2 separate regions of the Mus musculus genome follow, and region 2 is linked to region 1. The links are chromatin contacts, called in public HiChIP or PLAC-seq maps. All regions are on one chromosome and are shown on one strand. The core of a region is the stretch at or near the end of the contact, and the rest is flanking DNA. Distances in the headings are between cores, read along the strand shown.

The links. HiChIP or PLAC-seq counts read pairs in DNA pulled down with a chosen protein or histone mark.
Region 2: an HNF4G HiChIP or PLAC-seq map of pancreatic cancer cells shows a contact between it and region 1. The contact joins the promoter of Ccdc71l here to the enhancer-like site in region 1. A contact is called at or near these places in 3 of 115 datasets of contacts at active chromatin or transcription factors (large pre-B cells, memory CD8 T cells and pancreatic cancer cells) and 2 of 9 other capture datasets (adipose tissue and liver).

What each region holds. Positions count from the first base shown.
Region 1 is chr12:32,014,194-32,020,734 of GRCm38.p6, forward strand. All of the region lies in intron 2 of Prkar2b (protein kinase, cAMP dependent regulatory, type II beta), which reads right to left. Among named protein-coding and RNA genes, the nearest start is that of Prkar2b, 44 kb to the right of the region's middle. Within about 2 kb of position 3,673, at least 159 of the 459 cell types and tissues checked have an H3K27ac peak or open chromatin away from gene starts, as enhancers often do. A contact at or near this core is called in adipose tissue, memory CD8 T cells and pancreatic cancer cells, where this site is marked.
Region 2 is chr12:32,376,421-32,382,545 of GRCm38.p6, forward strand. It overlaps Ccdc71l (coiled-coil domain containing 71 like), which reads left to right and starts at 2,369. Exons shown (of 1, transcript NM_001162903.1): 1 at 2,369-6,125. The coding sequence starts at 2,564. The coding sequence ends at 3,220.

The DNA.
Region 1 (6,541 bases), core at 2,423-4,922:
CCCAAACCCCAGAAAGAGACCTTATCTCAAAACAAATGCATTTGAAGTTGGTCAATGGCCTCCACACACACCCACACACTCTCTCAAAAGCCATCCAAGAAAATCTTTTTAAATTAAAAGTTTCAATGTCTTTAAATGACATGTATTTGGATAAATGTAAGACTCCGTAAGTACATTTCCTCGTCTCTTAATTTCTTTAAAAGATCTCAAAAATAATGATTAGAATGTCGAAGCTGCGGGTTTCTAACGTAAGCAGCACGGGTTCAGGAAACACTGAGTGGACTCAGGATGTCTGTCCTTTGGCGTTTCCAGGTCCACGCGCACTTCTGTAAGACAACTGGATCCCTACACACAGCTGCACCTGTGAGAGATGGGCTCCTCAAAGCTGCTTCCTGCACAGTATCCAGATGAGTAGCAGGCACTACAGGACCTGGTTCGAAACTTTAACATTCTAGTCCTGTTGTCCAGGGGTTGAATCATTTGCTAAATTCATTATCTGACACAAACAAGCAAAACTCCAAACAAACAACACGTTTCTAATGGTTCCTCTCATTCAGAATAAAATCCAAGCTCCAGCAGTTAGGGTCACATACACATACAGTTGCAGGTCTCAGGTGGTTGAGGCAAAACGGCTGAATTAAAGGCTAGCCTGGGCTACATGATAAGTTCAAGGCCAGTGTGGGTGACAGATCAAAACTCTGTCTTAAGACGAAATTATTCAGTAAATAGATTGATGAATTAGTTACAAAACTAAAAACACAACAAAGAAAACACCCAAACTCTTGGCACTGCTCTCCCAGGCTCCTCTCCGCTGGCCTGGACCCAGCTCTCACGTGGGATACTCCTCTCAGTAGTCCATATGAGAGTCTATGTACTTGACATTTAGTTAGATCACTTCTTCCTGAACCACAAAGTCGTCTTACATGGTTCACATACCGGGGAAAGTCACTTCTTTACAATGTACTCCTGCCGACTGAAACCCTGCTTTTCCATCAAAGCTATAACCAAATGCCACATAAGCCCTGACACTCACTTTCCACTAAAGAAACAATCAGTTCGAATTACATCCGCCTCCTGCATAGAAACAGAAGGCACTGTATGCATATCTCATTTTACACAGGGCATGAATCCTAAACACAACACACACAGGAAAGTGTTACTAATCAGCATTATCCTCATAAATCCCACAGGGATCCATGGATGGAGTCAGATACACAGGTTCTCAAAGCCCATCCATCACATCCCTGACTGCCGTTCCCCCAGGAGCAGTCACCACTGCCTCCCTCTAAAAGCTTGCAGAAGAGGAGGTGCGGCTCCTTCTGGCAGTGGTTACTGCCGTGACTCATGGGCCTGTGGCAGGTTGTATCCCATACCATATGGAGAGAGCAACCTCAAGCAAGAAGTAGGGAAATCCCCTAGCATTCAAGTCAGTGCCTTTAAAGCCTAGAACAGCTGCACTCGAGAGCGGGCCAGCAAGCCTACAGGGATGGCAGGTTCCTGGCTCCCTCGCCCATGGTAGAACACAGACACACTGAGTGTGTACCTGGTTCCTGTTCACACTATGTAGGTGGACCCCTAAGCTTCACCTTCCTTAACATAACAGTTTAGAAACCCCATGCAGCTAACAGCATCTTGTAAGCAATAAATACTAAATGATTGTTCATTTAACTAGAATGACAGCAGAATAACCAATAAGATTATAAAGCACTGTTTTTGTAATTATGAAAATATAATCATTCCACACAATTACCTTTCTTTGCAGGAAGCAACAGTCCTCTTACAAAGTGGGAGGTGCTTTCAACTAAAAGAAAAAAAAACCACCCCCCATCTAATTTTAAAGTATAATTATTTTATTTTGTATATTGTGAAAAAACCAAGTGGTTGTTTGATTAAGAAAATAACATTACAAATACAGTCTAAGGGGGCTGGAGAGATGGCTCAGTAGTTAACAGTGTGTGCCGCTTTTCCAGAGGACCTAGGTTTCATCTTAGCACTCACAACAGGCAGCTTGTACCTGCCTACAACTCCAATTGTAAGAGCTATGACGGCCTGTTCTGACCTCTGAGTGTACCTGTACACACATAGTGTGCAGAGAGAGAGAGAGAGAGAGAGAGAGAGAGAGAGAGAGAGAGAGAGAATGAAAGAAAGTCTTTTTTAAAACAGCTAAACAAATGCAAAAAAGGGGGGGCTTTTAAGACAAGAGGCTGACCTTGCACCCCAACTGTATCTCTTTAAAGCCACTGACATAAAGTAAAGTATTATTTCTTCTCTGCAAACTCTTCCGTCAGCAGTTGGGTGAACTGATAGGCAAGATAATGGGCCTATTCTTTTAAAGAACAGTGACATCTGTGCCATACTGTTATTTCTTGTCATTCTTCACGAAGCAATATTCTACTATAAATAACAGTGTTTCTCAACAGAAAAGGACACACATCCAAATGGGCCACCTGCCGCCACATCGGCAAGTGGTGAAACAGGTGGAGCAAGCATCTAGATACCAGGAGCTCTGGATTGGCCAGTGTCTCTCATTTTAAGTGTTTAAGACAGTGGCAAAGACCGATTGACAGAGGGCTTCTTCGAGGCAGCCACTTTAACCTAAGAAGCAGCTAGCAGACATGAGTCTAATAATCCTAGCTGGGTCAACCAAAGTTAGCCACAGATACAGTCAAGAATTTCTAGGCCCACCCAGGCTATAATGAACCCTAAGACAAATGAGGCAACCCTAACCCCTGATGACTGAGCTAATCGGAACCTTTTTCTGGGGCTTCTTATGGTTTGCAGGTAGCCAGGCTCTACGTTCTGGAGAGACTGAAGCTTCTCCTGCTTGTAGAGCATAAGACAGACTAAGTGAGAGACATGCACGCGTGTGAGAGCATGCACTCGAATTTGCGTGCACGTGTGCACACACACACACACACTCACGCTCAACACACACTGAACCACACCACTTGCTATAGAGTTAATCAAGTTAAAAGACATTCATCCTAGCCTCTTCCCTGGCCCCTTTCTAAAGCCTAACAGGATCTATCTACCTTGTCTTTCCTGCTGGCTAGGTAAAGAGACTTCAATACAACTGATAAAATCTAAACTGCCCATAAAATTGGTGCTTGTTTTCCCAAAGACGGCTCAAACAAGGATGTTAAAAACAGAGAACCTTATTTACACAGGGCCAGGATGTTTGTGGCCAGTACTCCTTTCATCCCTAAGTCTAAACAACACACCTCATGAAACCATCTTATAATTCCATGTTTATCTTTCAGATAAGAGAAATAAGGAAAACAGCCATTTATTTTTACATACTATTTAAACTTTACTTTGTCATAAATGGCACCCCTTGAGCAATATAAACCAGAGAGACACAGAATTATGTGCACAGCGACTACCGAGACATCTAATCAGGGCTCTCTCAAGGAGCACTGACATCCATGCGTCCGGTGTGAACTGTCCTTTTCCACAGCTGATGAGGCCACCCATCAGTCCTGTCCCTCCCCACGGGAGCTTGTGTTTGAGTAACTTTGCCAACTTCCAAGTCACTCTGACTCATCCGTAATGATCTCTGTGACAACAGTCAGGGAGCCAGTTTTACTCCCTGCTAGGGAGCTCTTCAGGCTACTAAGGGAAGTGTGTCTCCCCACCCACTACTGACAGACTGTCAACTGCCAACTTTCACAACATCCTGTGCTCCAGACCATAGAGCAGTGCCTTCAAGTCACCATCCTAAGCCTAGCGGCCTCACTAACTCTATCTTGCCTTCCGGGTGCATCCTTTTCTGCAAGTCATGTCTTCCTGCAGTCCCCCTGCACTCACCCGATCTGCAAGTGTCCTGGGCAAGAATCAAAACGACTCCATACAACAGCAAGTTTCTATTTTGTTTTCTTTCACCCCCAAGACAAGAAGGTCTTACTGAATCGGCCAATAGGTCACACTGGCTCCAAACTTAGGACTCTCTCCTTCTTCCATCTCCTGAGTGCTACTGGTGCTGTCACCCCACCACATCCAGTGACAGGAATGTTCTAATTGCTGATAATGATCAATCAGACCACAGTGTGACCAAGACTGCTCAGCTATGTGTTTCCTGCCCTGCATTTTCTCCTTTCCTCCTGAGGAGTGAGCTTTTTCCACCATCCCTGAAGACAACTCTCAGATCTACCTTCCCAGTGGCAGCCACATGGAAGAGAAATCACTCCGATTCACCAAGATTTTCCCTGTTCTGGTTTGTTTTGAAGGAGACAAGCAGCCAGACCTCAGAACCGCAACTGGCCTCTGTACCCTCCTCCATCCTGGGATCTCAGCAATGTTTGCACACTACTAACCAATATGAATTAGAGTCTCATCTATAAAGTAAGGAGCCGCCCTTGGGAATATCCAGTGTTGACAGGACTTTGGTATACAGTGCAAAACTGTGTCAACAGTAAGTCTGACTCTCAGTCTTGTCCCTGCCACTGGTTGCTAGGTAACCAAGGCAAAGAACTGGCCAGTGACTCTGTTTATCTTTAATACTAGAAAAGTGCCTGGTATACAGAGTTTCTTTAAAGAATAATCAATAACACAACAACACAAATCCACGTAAATCAATAACACAAAGCCACTTAGGAAAGTTCTTGTCTCAAGTTAACACCCAGTAAGTGATTTAACTATTACGTACTTGAAGTATTTCCCTGTGGAATGCTGCGCTGGTTTTGTTTGTTTTCTTTTGTTTAGTTTTTGAGACAGGGTTTCTCTGGGTAGCCCTAGCTGTCCTGGAACTCGCTTTGTAGACCAGGCTGGCTTTGAACTCAGACACAGCCTGTCTGTTTCAGGAGTGATGGGACTAAAGGTGTGCACTACCATGTCCAGCTGGAATGCCAGGCTTTAGTTATATTATAAGTCTGTATACAGAGTGGGCTCAAAGCATGGAACCCATGTATTTATGTTTTCATTATAAATTATCCTTCCCTCATGCCACACTATAATAGTGTTTTCAAGATTTAAAAAAAAAAAAAGCAGAAGTAAGAGGATAGAATACATTTGAGTCCTTAGACCTTGTCAGGTCCAAAAGGGACACAATGCTATCCCTGGTGCCTACTAGCTACCAAAGCATCCTAAATACCGGTTAGAGAGCTCATGTTGCTATCCTAACTCTCCTAATTCGGCCTCCTACCCTAACCTTTTCCAGCCCAGGGGTTTCCCTTCCCCCAGCTTGTCCTTTCCACAGAACCCCCCATTTCAGACAGGCTGTCTTTGCACTCTCTTGCTCTTCTCTCTTTGTCCTCTCACTCCCTGCACCCCACCCCCCTCATGGTCTGGTCCAATCTTCTGGCCACATTTAGCCTCTTACTTTCTCTTCCGGCTCTGGACTCTTCCCGATGCCTCTGGCTGTGCTCTGCCTCACATCTACAACAAAAAACTCCCCCTCCACCATACCTTGGAATGGTCACGTTCTCACTTCATACAAACATGATTTATGGAAATGAAGGGGTGGGTATTTATTCCACTTTTCTGTTATATTCACAGTTTAAAATGAAATCAAACACAATAGAATTTGTGCTATCAAAACAATATACTACTTCAGAGATGCATTATGTCCCTAGAAGATGCAAATTAGAATACATAACACTTTCCTACTATTGGGAAAAGTTCTTTTGCAGTTTTAGAAAATGACACCGTGACTATTATTTTAAATGCCATATGACATTAGTAATCTTAATATACATAAGACTGTGAGACAGACACATAATGCCACTCTGCACATAGTTTCTTGTGGGATGTGATGTTCACTGTTTGCACTAACTAGCATATCTTATAGATGATCAATACTTCTTACTGTGATCACTAAGTTCTTCAAGAACAGTTTCCAGCTGTGCAATTGCTAGCTCCAGCTCCCACTTATTCATCTAAGGAAGAAAGAGGTGGTCATCCAATGATGCCCTCTAACATGTGCCCGAGACTCAAGAGCTTGGTTCTGGGATCAAAGGTTTATTCTGGTGTGTGCTAAAAGAACAATTATGTGTCACTTCCACTTTAAGAGCATAATTAACCATGCGTGAAGAATCAGAGCTCATTCCGTGAATATGAGGTTAGTCCAGAACTAGACAATATATTAACATAACTTATCTGGTTACTATATTGTAAAGAAGGAAAACCCACCAATTATATGGATATAATGTCAACATTGACATTTATTTTTTTTATTACATATTTTCCTCAATTACATTTCCAATGCTATCCCAAAAGTCCCCCATACCCTCCCCACCACTTCCCTACCCACTCATTCCCAATTTTTTTGGCCCTGGCGTTCCCCTGTACTGGGGCATATACAGTTTGCGTGTCCAATGGGCCTCTCTTACCAGTGATGGCCAACTAGGCCATCTTTTGATACATATGCAGCTAGAGTCAAGAGCTCCGGGGTACTAGTTAGTTCATTATGTTGTTCCACCTATAGGGTTGCAGATCCCTTTAGCTCCTTGGGTACTTTCTCTAGCTCCTCCATTGGGAGCCCTGTGATCCATCCAATAGCTGGCTGTGAGCATCCACTTCTGTGTTTGCTAGGCCCCAGCATAGT
Region 2 (6,125 bases), core at 1,119-3,618, 360 kb after region 1:
AGATATAATGAACACACACACACACACATACACATATATGAGTTTACATATGTATTTTTTATTATTTTGGCCACCATTCAAGATGCAATTTTAAAGAAGAGAGATATTAAACCGAAGATATTAAAGGTAGAAAGTATTTTTTGTCAAAGTCTCTAGTGACTTTATTTGGCTCAGATTAATTCGTAATGTAGATGCATGGTACATATTTATGTGGCAAGATCCAAAGAGTTTATAGTTAACATGGAAGGGTGAGCATGGCAACATGTGAACTTAGACTGTGTTCTAATTTATTCTTTTCTCTCATGATGAAGCCCTCCCTCCATAGTCTTCTAGCTTACGGTGAGATTGCCTGGGTCCATCTACACAGAAATTGATATTCTATTGTATTCTGACAGAAATTATTCAAATTTCACATTATGTGTTCTCAGAATTACCAAGAGAACTAGCTATGAATACAGTGGTTGCAACGTAATTCCTTCATGAGGAGACAGGAAGCTAGTGATTGTCTATGTAATCTTGTTCTGAGAGGAAGTATGCTTTTCTAGGAAAACGATTTTCTCTTTATAAGGCTGCCATCATTTTGGTACATGGAAAACTGATTCATGGTCACCGTTTTTATTTTTGCCATCAGCCTACTGTGTAGAGTGTGCACTTTAGTATAGGAAAGCAAGTTTCTCTCTTTTATTCTTTTTTTTTTTTTAGCTTTTATTAAAACTAAATAAAATGTTATATGGTTCAAACAAAATATTATCCGTGTCCAGTACAGGACAGATTAAAATTTCCTAGTTGTGGGTGAGAAGTACGATCAGGGGTATACAGCTATGTCTTTTGGTCATGCCACTGAACATGCATAAAGCATTTCTATTTAGTTAGCACAACACAGTGTGGAAGAACCAGCAGTGAAATATAAAGATCTCTAGATTAGGGACATAAAGCTCTATAGCAGCAACCCTGCTGTTAGCAAGCTGTCTTAATAAACTCCTGTGGGTCTAAACTGCCCTCATCTGTGCGACAAGAAGACTGAACCAGGTGTGTCTCAGCTCAAATATTTAAAGGAACTATTTTAACTGTATGCAGATCACAAAAATTTGGCATTGCATTCATTGTGTGCTGCAAAATAAGATACTTACTGAAGAAAATTCTAGCACCAGGACATAGATTTAAAAAAAAAAAACCTTATTTTACAGAAATCTTAGGGGCTGGAGGGTATAGATCACTAGTAGGGTGCAGTCTTCATATGTGTGAAGCTCTGGGTTCTATCCCCAGCAAGGGGAATAATGAAGTTTAAAGGACTTCAAAGAAAATTGCAATATAAATGCAAAATATATAATTACCTTGTTCTAAGCAATTTCAGTGCTGCACTCCATTTCAAACAGGCAGTGCTATTTCATACATCCATTTGGTATGCATTCAACGCCTATTATGTGAATAGGCAGCGAGTTGAGAGTGAATAGAGGAATTGACAAAAAGGATGTCTACTACTGTCTTCCCAAATACAAAAGGTGATTCATTCTTAAGGATGTATTCTTCTCAAAGAATCTTATTGATTACGTGGAATACTACATCAAGGATAGAGATGGTGCTGCGAATGGCAATTTAATACCAACTGAAATGTGGAATAGCACTCTGATTTAAAAAAAATGTTTTCTTTCAGCAGAACAGCTTTGCTGCCATTGCTGTTTGTCCAACTTGAGCAGACTTTTTAGTTCATACAGTATTAACTCTTTTCTTTCCCAGTGACCTGTACCTCCTAAATGTGCCAAGATGGTTCCATTGCCCAGAAGGAAGCTGTCATCAATGCCTGAACTTTTAGTTTTCTTAAAAGATGGGGTCAAGAGAGGCAAAGCATATGAAGATGCCAAAGCAGGATTTGAGACTTTAGAAGGGATTCATGAAATGCCCATCCCTTCTAGTTTATACCCAACTCTCTCAGCTGTTATACTATCAAGTCTTGGGGTTCTCTCTCATTATTCAGACTGGTAGACTTCCCCAGCTCAACCCACAGCTGAACACAATCACCCACGACACCCCCAAACATGGCACTCACACCCACCCACTTCCTTCTCTTGACAGGGCAACCCTCATGGATCCACCCAATGGTTGACTGGCCTTCCAGGGCCTCACCATCACCCACCACAGCCACCATGTTCCACGAACTGGCCTCTCCCCCATCAGTCCCCGCCCCTCACTCGGAGAGCACCCAATGGGAGGAGCTGAGGCCGTGGGAGGCGGGGACTAAGGCGGGCCCATTTAAAGAAAGGCTGAGGGCGAAAGGAGGCAAGAGAAGAGAAGAAAGAGAAGCCAGGGGAGGGGGCGGGCGCCGTCCAATGACAAAGCCCCGGGGTGGGCGCCCGCCGCTGCCGCCATCTTTAGCCCGGCCACAGGACAACCAGCGCGTCCTCCGCCCCGAGGGGGAGGGGCGGCGAGGCGAGAAAAGTAGCGAGCGGCGCCGGGCGGAAGGCGCCAGCACAGGCTAGCAGCGCCGGGCGGAAGGCGCCAGCACAGGCGAGCGCCGCCGAGCCGGGCGCGGACAGGGACGGCGGGCGGTCCCGAGCGGCCTCTGATGCGACGCGGCGTGAAGAGGCGGCGGCGCCGGCCCCGGGCTGCCTGGGGCGGCGGCTACGGAGCGGAAGGAGGGGCCGGGCTGGAGGCGCTGGAGGAGAAGGTGGTGTACTCGCGGTCGCAACTGTCGCTGGCCGGAAGCACGGAGGCGCTGGGCGACGCCTTCAAGCTCTTCATGCCCAGCAGCACGGAGTTCATGAGCTCGGAAGCGGAGCTCTGGAGCTTCCTCTGCAGCCTCAAGCACCAGTTCTCCCCGCACATCCTGCGCAGCAAGGACGTCTACGGCTACTCCTCGTGCCGGGCACTGGTGCCCGACCCCCCGGCGCCCGACAGCCGCCCCGCGCGCCGGCCGCGCCCGCGCGCAACGCCCAGGAGGAGGCGCCGTGGAGCTCGGGCTGCCGCGGACACCCGTAGGCCGCGCCCCGCCGCTGCGGCCGCGGAGCCCGGGCCTCCCGCATCCAGCTTCGGGGGCCGCACCCTGGAGGAGATCTGGAGGGCGGCCACCCCGACGCTGACCAGCTTCCCGACCATCCGCGTCGGCGACGACGTGTGGGGCGAGCGCAGCCTGGCGGTGGCGCGGCGCAGGGCGAGCCAAGTGCTGCGAGTGGACCTGGACCCGGTGGTGAGGCTGCGCCGCTTCCCGGTGCACCGGCTGTGATGCGCGCTGCGGCGCCTCCTGCCGGCCGCCGCCCGGGGAAGCTTCCGCGCGCTGGAACGGACTTATGTCAATGTCAGTCGAATGTTTACAGAACCGGCCCCCTTTGGTGCACTTTATGCGCGAACTAGGCCCCTGGATGCGGTGCGGCGCCGCGGTCCAGGATCGGGACAGGTGCGGCCCCCACGCCCGCGGCCAGACGGGACGGCCGGACCCGCGACAGAAGTCCCTTTGCTTCCCAACCCGGATGGAGACGTCTCCAGAACCTGGAGGGACACGTGCGTTTTCTCCCTCTCGGACTCTACCTCACCGGTCTGGAAGACCTCCGAAGACTTACAAATTTTTTTCTCCAAAGGAATTTTGTTTTCGTGCTTGTGTAATACAGCCAGAATTTTACTTGCTCCTGATTCCCCTTCTGTTTTCTTTTTGACTGTCAGCCCCACTTTCTGGACAGAAGATCGACTATGTTTCCTGGTGAAGTGCTGGTGTACGCTCAGGGTATTCTGAAGGCCACTCGTTTTCTAATTTTTACTGGATTCCAAAGCTTTGATCAAGGTCGTCTTTTAAGAGTTTCAAGCTTATGACTGTTAATGTAAGGATTTGTATGGCTTTGAATTTCATGAGCTCAGTGATTAACAAGAGATGCAAAGTACAACTTTAAAATAAAAGGTTAAGGTGTTTATATATAAAGTTTTATATTGAAAGTTTATATTTACTGAGCTCCTAAGTAAAATGGTAGAATATTCTTTAAAAGTTTTGTTTAAGAAAAAGTTGACTTACTCTATTCATTTAAATTGAATAAAATTGAAGTGTTTTGAACCACATGGCTTGTGATAAAAATTGAATAAATTTTGAAGAAGATGTTGGCTACAAGAATGACTGGAATCCAGTTGGAGGTGTTTGACCTCGCTTCCTGGTGTAACATAATATTCAGGATTGTTAATGGGAAGAGAATTAAGATGGAAGTTGCTTAGGAGAGATCAATACGTGTGGACATTGTGAATAAACAGATAAACAGAATACCCTTTAGAATTCCCAGAATTGTGAATGATCTATAGGGAGGGGCAGGGGCATTTCTTGGTACCATATAACTGGTCAACGTTATTTGGCAGAAAAGTAGATCTTAATTCTTTGTTGTTGAATAACAAGAAATGCCTAAGCTAATACTCATTGTATTTCTGAAAACCATGACAATTGGTTGACAGTTTGTCCTATGAGTTTTCTTTTTCTCTTCTTCCCATTCATCATTGTGTTTGCAATCTTTGATAGCTGAAGGCCACAGGAATCAAAACATGGAGCCACACAGTACTGACCCTTCTTGTACTTGTCCACTTTTATAATAGCGTGTATACCATATGGCCCAGAGTGGAGTTCTTGATTATCCAAGTGCCTTTGGTCATTGGTGGCGGCAAGACTTGGTGGGTTTTTAGCCAGTGGTGCCACAGCCAGCTTTTTCTGCAATACCTAAAGGGTCAAATAGTGTTTTTTCTACCACTGTTATTTCAGATTTAAGTGTTCTGCCATGGGACATTCCTACAGGGCTGGAACTTATTAAGCACTCAGCACTAAGGTTTATCTCTGCTTGGCAGTTTCTGAGAATAATGACAGTTGCAGTTTTGACTCTTGTGTTTCTAGAATTCAACGGCATAGCTTTCTGAATTAAGTATTTTAAGTTTTTAATAGTTCATGAAAAGAGCTGTGAGTTTAATTTTAGTGTTTTTGTTTTGTAAAAAACCACACACACACACACACACATATATATATATATATACATATATGACTTTATGCCAGTTTCCCACAAGCCTCGGTCTTTTATTCACCACTCATTGATAATACATTGTTACAAATACTGTTACTTGAGTACATGAAAGGTGGGTCACCATGAGAGGGAGAGTGTTAGAGCTGTGTCATGGGAAGCTAAGACAGTTTGGTTATTAGCTTCCATTGCCAAATGTATTTCAGAGACATGGGATTTTCTTCCCAGAAAATATATTGTTAACTTTTATAGCTAACTAGCACCTGATGAAAATGCATTTGTACCACTTCACGTGTATATAGTTTTATAACAAGAAATAAATTCAATGGCCATATTAGAATGTAATTTCAACATGGGATTTATCTAGATACTTCCCAGAAGATTCTGAAATTAGACATGGCTGAGGGTAAAATTTACCTCGGGGCCACAATGGACAGGTAACCAGTTACACCATGCATTTATTTTTACTGAGATTTTTGACATTTGTTTCTCTCATGCCTTGGTACTTTAGTGCAGTTGATGGTATGCATAAATGCTTCTTTGGCTTATCGTTCCAACTGACTAAAGTTTGGATTTGGTTTCCAATGCGGAGTTTGATACGGCTCAAAAATATAACCTTTATTTTGCCAAGTTTTTCTGCAGCAAAACCCATGTTGCAGCTTTGAACATATGAAGACACATCTAATGTAGCTGATGAGTCTATTATAAGAAAGTGGAATTTTTCCTGGGTACCTTTGGACAGGATGTGGAAAGAAACTTGACACTGTGGCCTTTACGATGAAGCATCTGGATTTTGTACTAGAAGGAAACTCTAGCTTCATTTGTGGGTAGTTTTAAAGACGTCCCATTTGTTATTTTGCCCTCTGTCATCTCTCATGGCACAAGTAGAGAGATCATCTGGGAGGGGATGCACCACCTCGCTGAGCTTTTGTTTAGTTCTTGACTTTTGAGTTCCTATTTGTGGTGACTGGCACCTCAAGGTAACCTTATTAGACTCCTGATGTCATTTTCATTCTCCTCCCTGTCACCCAGCAACTTACTTTTACTTTGCTAAGCCAATGACCTGGCGATAGCTGAGGGCAAGCTTCCGTGTTGATAGTACAGTGTTGCTGTTGTGGTGCCTATTTATTTTGTCTGTTCCAGTATTCTATG